2 separate regions of the Rattus norvegicus genome follow, and region 1 is linked to region 2. Evidence: chromatin contacts called from public Hi-C data. All regions are on one chromosome and are shown on one strand. The core of a region is the stretch at or near the end of the contact, and the rest is flanking DNA. Distances in the headings are between cores, read along the strand shown. Region 1 holds the start of Ndufb5 (NADH:ubiquinone oxidoreductase subunit B5). Region 2 holds the start of Mfn1 (mitofusin 1).

Region 1 (2,742 bases), core at 214-2,713, 210 kb after region 2:
ACGAAAAGAGCATAAATACAGGAATCTTGAAAAATGTGACAAAGAGTCAATGACTGGTTACTGTGGGTGAAGGGTATCTGGTTACTGTTTTACTCTAATAAGGTTTCTATTGTTCTGGGACAATAATGGTAAATAAAGTGTGTATATCTGCAAAATTAAAGAAGAAATAGTAATGTATTCATCTGGGCATGCTCAACTGGCTTTTTCATCTTCAAAATATTTTGCCTCTCTTCTGAGTGACAGAGATTAATTTTTATTAAAAAATACACAATAAAATTGTTTCATTATAAAAATGTAAGATTTATGTATTTGAATGTCTTTCCTACATATATGTGCACCATATATGTGTGTGGCCTTTAGAGGTCTAGGAAGGCATCAGAATTAGAGTTAAAGGTGTTAGTGAGCCACCATGAGCCAAGTTAGTGAACCTAGCTTGGGTCTTCTATAAGAACAGCACATGCACTTAAACACTGGACCATCTCTCCAGCCTCAAATTAGTCCATTTTTTAAGGAAAAAAGATTAATAAAAGACACAATCATTTATTCAAGCTTGCCGCCCTGATCAAGTTACAACTGTGCAAGGTTTTAAAAAGCTAATTTCCAAAGTTAGTGTTAATACTATAGAAGCTAATAGGTGCACAATAGCGGAGCATTCCACCGAACATGGATTGTTTCCTTCAATTAATCGCACTCTACTATTTCTAAAATTCGGCTCCCTGCAGGCAAATGTCAACGAAGAGTAAGCTTTGTCATACTCGAAGAAACAGCTTCTGTTGACTTAGCTGCTCTCATCACTTAACATCTACCGGACAATCTACGTCAGAACCCTACGGTACAAAGACCGTCCGTTCCACAGCTCAAGACTCCTCGGAAACCTCCCTTCCAACCTACCCAGTCCCAGTACACGTCTGTCCCAGTAAACACCGACATCCTATACTCCCACCGCCCGCGGCAACAGAACGCTAGAGGAAGAACAGGGTGCGCCAGGGTAGACGACTCCAAGGTCACGCTCTCTGCCTCCCTGGTGGTCTATCTCTATTGCACACTGCAAGAAGCTCCCAAAGGCGGCGGCAGTCAGTTCTTCTCTCATCACTTACCCGGAGTGAGCAGGGGTCTTGGGATTTACTAGGGAACAAGCAGCCTTTAAGAACGCTGAGGCTCTTCTACAAATACCCACTAGACTGGTGGCAGCCATGTTTCTAATGCAGACACACTGTGCCGGTGTCCACTAGGTCACTTCCGCGTGAGACGAATGAAGCAAACAAGAACAGGCTTTGCCCTTACTAAACATGGTCGCTCCCACGGCTCTTTCCCTCACTCCCTCCCCCCCTCCCGTATGCTATAGAGTTTACGCGGCTCTCTTCGCGCACCCACCTACAATGTCGTCACTGTTTTCCGCCAGCGCCTGCCTATGAAGCTAGCAAGCACCCGTCGCTGCCCTCACTCAACATGGCCTTCCCGGCATTCGCCTTCACTGGTGGATTGTCCCTCCCGGCTCCCGTTGCCTACCCTACTTCCTTCCGTGGCTGTAGTAGCCATGGCGGCTATGAGCCTGCTGCAGCGGGCTTCGGTCGCCGCTCTGACAGCTCTGTCTGGCCGCCGCGCTGGCACTAGGCTCGGAGTCGGAAGTTTTCTCACACGGAGCTTTCCGAAGACTGTCGGTGGGTGCCGGCCTTGGAGACGCGGGTGAGAGGGGGGAGGGCTCTTTCCAGGTGACCTTGGGGACCTCCGAGGGAGAGAGTGGGGACAAAGTCGGCCTGGGGCTCTAGAGGACACGCCGCGCTGGCTGTGGAAGAGCTGCTGTAGAAGTCGGATGGCCTTGTTTAAGCTCAGCGTTTGCGAAGCGCCTTGCCACCCATGCCGGTCGCTGCTCACTCGCAGCCAGGCTAGACAGGCGTGGAGCTGCTGCCCGCGTGTGCAAGGGCAACTACACACTCTTCGTTATTGAGACTGGGTCTCGGGGGTCCGAGTCTCCTGCCCGCGTTCCCAGGGCTAGGATTACAGGCTTGGCTACATCGTAGGACTCAGGGCAGAATCAGGATGGGTGGCACCGCACATAGGAAGTTGCTGAGAAGCGCACTGAAGTGAAGGCTGTAGTGATGGTTCTAGGCACGAGGGTAAAAAGGCTCCAGGTGACTGCCCAGTTAGGCACAGTAGTAACAGTGTCCGTGAAGCTCACGATGTCTTAGAAGTCCACGAAAATATTTTATGTTTTTTTAAAAGACTGTAGTGTGAGTGAATATGTAATGTTGAGTTCAGTCCAAATTGTATCTGCTGTATGTTAATGCAGTCGTGCCTTTAATATCTTTAATATCTTGCAGTGGTTCTCGGCCTGCGAGTCGCGACCCCTTCATAGGGGTCACCTAAGACCATAGGAAAACACAAATGTTTACATTATGATTCATAACAGCAAAATTTCAGTTATGGAGTAGTAATGAAAATAATTTTATGGTGGGGGGGCTGTCACAGCATGAGGAACTGCAATGAAGGATTGCAGCATTAGGAACCTTGCGAACCACTGCTCTCAGAATGGAGCCTAAGAGGAGTAGAGAGCTCAGGTCTCAGGGCAGTCATAGTGAGGGCCCAGGAGCCTGACCCTGGATCCTTCTGCTTTCTAGAAGAGTGAACAGCAACACTACCTGCTTAGTGTACCATCTGTTTTTTCTCTTCAGAGACTAAGGAAAGAAAATTCAGTGTTTTTCAATGTTTTACAAATGAGGAACCTGACTTAATATTTAAAAT
Region 2 (2,933 bases), core at 424-2,923:
AGAGAGAGAGAGAGAGAGAGAGAGAGAGAGAGAGAGCGAGCGAGCAAGCATTAAGTGGAATCTCTTTCCACACAGTACCTACAGCAACCAAAGTAACCTCATGATTTGGGAGATTCAAGTTAGTGAGAGTTACAAAGGCAGACCTTGCCTCAGTGCAAACAAACATACCAAATTTTATTATTCTCCCTGCCAAAAGTTTTCCATTACACCTAAAACCATGTCTTGTGCATATAAACATTTAGAACGCTAGCCTTTAGCAGATTTCAGCAGAATTTCAAGTTTAAGGCTCATTTAGGCTAAGTACTGAGACCCTGATTTAAAAGTCAGACTTCTTATCTTAGCTTTTATTATTCTACACCTGCCTTCCTTCCAACATTTATTTCGCTCACCCTCATCCCTCATCTTTCCAACACTCCACCATGCTTGTCTTTTTTTTTTTTTTTTTTTTTTTTTTCCGGTGCTGGGGACCGAACCCAGGGCCTTGCGCTTGCTAGACAAGCGCTCTACCACTGAGCTAAATCCCCAACCCCTCAGAGCGGTCTGTGCTCTTTTTCTTTCTTCTTCTTTTTTTTTTTTTTTTTTTTTTGGAGCTGGGGACCGAACCCAGGGCCTTGCAAGCGCTCTACCACTGAGCTAAATCCCCAACCCGCAGTCTGTGCTCTTAACCGCTAAGCCATCTCTCCAGGCCATGCTTGTCTTTTATTTTATCCATCTTACCACTGTGCTTTCTATGTCTTTGGACAGTTTTTCTCCAGAGATTCCCAGTAATGGTCCTGGAAAGCCCCGAGAAATGACATCATCCTTTCAGAAAACACACACCTATTTGGCTCCTCATTTCTTATTTTTCTTCGGACACTCTATCCTCTTGCCCTGTTTTTTGTCCATAATAGTAAGCCCAGTCCAAAATGACCTCATTCACTGTGCATGCTCGATAGTTACCTATCCAACAGAACCACAGTTTTTATTTATCTAGCTCTTTCAGGTGCCTATCAGTGTCTTAAGCACTTTACACACTTTCCCACAACTCATAAGGTAGGCATTTTTTTAGTATTTTATAGATGAGGTACCTGCCGTTCACAGAGATGAAGGGGCTTCCCTTGCAAAAGCATCTCATTTGCTAACAAACTCCCAGGACACCTGCTGTGGAAGCTCTCCAGGAAAGTGGAACACAGAGTCTTTGGGCTTTACCCTTGATCAATCAATCAACGGTTTAACAAGATTCCCAGGTGATTCCTAACAAAGTTTAAATCATGGACAAATTAATTTTCTTAAGTAACACCTCTTACAGTAAGTAGAAACACACAGCTCTCTCCAGTAACCCCAGAAAACCAATCAAGACCAGACTTTTCCCTGTTGGCTTGATAAACAAGAATCTACGTGGTTTTGGGACGCCCCCTCCCCACTTCTCCCCGCTACACCCCAAGATAACCATGGGCATCTTTTCATACATGGCGCCTTTGAACTTTGAAGACTCTGAAGGGAAAATACTCTGAAGGGGAGGAGTTATAAGATGGAACAGAAAACCCAGTGATTAAGAGTGCCTGCCCAAAACAAACCTCGCCTTCTACCCTGAAGGAAAATGGCACTCGCAATATATGCAGTTCCGGTTGCGGAGCAACAGCCAATAGGAGATCCGAATCACCGGAAGTATCCGCCCCCAGCCCCTCCTTTGGGCTCCTCCCCGCTCTCCGGCGGACGAGACAGCCAGGGAACTGTGGCGGAGCAGTGGTTGCTGGGTGACAGTCGGGAGCTGGGACGGAATGAGTGACCGCTGGCGGGTGGCGACGCCCGGGGTGACCTTCGAGCTCCGGACAGGCGCAGCGCGAGCGCCCTGACGGCAGGGCCGGGCAAGAACGACCGGCGGCCAGCCTGTGGGAAGGCCTGTCCAGGTAGGAATCCAGCCGGCTGGGCAGGCTTACGGCCCACGCGGCTTCCTCTCCCCACGCACCTCCTCCGCGCCGTCAGTTCAGGATTCTGGAGGGAGCCACCCTCCTGATGACCTCGGCGCTACGTTTGCCGGCATTAGTGTGTGATCGTTTTTGGTGGCTTTTCATGGGAGCTTCCAGGTTGAACGTCTTTCACTTTAGATTTAACATTACTTTTAAGTTTGGGGACTTTGGCTTGAAGCCTTCATGCCTCCTTTAGGTCTTGACCCCGTAATTGTGACGAAAGCTGCTGCCTTCTTGATGCTTGTACTGTATTGTGACCTGGACATTTTATTTTCTTCTCTACACCTCTAACTGGGAAAGTTAATAACTTAGTTATGTTTTGAGATCTTGGCTTCCTCTGACTAACCCAGGTCCCTGAAGTCCTTAAGAGTCACATGCACACAGTTTAGCTAAACTAGTTTGGAAAATAAATTAGGAAATACAACCAAGATTTCTGTCACTAGCCTTTACCGATTTTACATTTATTATATTTACTTTTCCAGAACTGAAGATTGGGCCCCTCACATGCTAGGTAAGTGCCTCTATACCCCTAAACTCATTTCTAAACGTCTGGTTTTGAGACAGAATGGACTAAGAGACCCAGGCAAGCCTTGATCTCACTCTGTTGACTCTGTAGACTTGAATTTTCAGATTTTTCTGTGTTAGGCTCCTAAGTAACTGGTTACAGGCAAAGGGGGGGGGCAAATTTCATGCGTTTTAGTGGGAGATCACCTAAGAGTGGTCTTTTGTTTCTGACTAACATGGTTTCTATAACTAAGTAAATAATACCAAAATGTATTTGATCTATTTGGTCAGGTTAATTTTTTGCTATTAGGGAATTGAGACATGTCAGGCATGAACTAGCAAGTATCAGAATAAGTATGATTTTAAAATGTTTGTTTTTAGATTTTTTATGTGTATGTTTTTCCTGCATTTATGTATGTATGTTTAACCACAGTTCCTGCCCAGTGCCCTTGGAGGTCAGAATAGTGCATAAGATCCCCT

Evidence for each region. A called contact is a pair of places that touch in the nucleus more often than the background predicts.
Region 1: a Hi-C map of kidney shows a contact between it and region 2, with 6 times the contacts expected there. The contact joins the promoter of Ndufb5 here to the promoter of Mfn1 in region 2. A contact is called at or near these places in 2 of 12 Hi-C or Micro-C datasets (the A7r5 cell line and kidney).

The regions. Positions count from the first base shown.
Region 1 is chr2:117,446,142-117,448,883 of GRCr8, forward strand. It overlaps Ndufb5 (NADH:ubiquinone oxidoreductase subunit B5), which reads left to right and starts at 1,464. Exons shown (of 6, transcript NM_001106426.1): 1 at 1,464-1,661. The coding sequence starts at 1,538. It overlaps Mrpl47 (mitochondrial ribosomal protein L47), which reads right to left and starts at 1,220. Exons shown (of 7, transcript NM_001037183.2): 1 at 1,098-1,220. The coding sequence starts at 1,195.
Region 2 is chr2:117,240,085-117,243,017 of GRCr8, forward strand. It overlaps Mfn1 (mitofusin 1), which reads left to right and starts at 1,674. Exons shown (of 19, transcript NM_138976.2): 1 at 1,674-1,889; 2 at 2,432-2,460.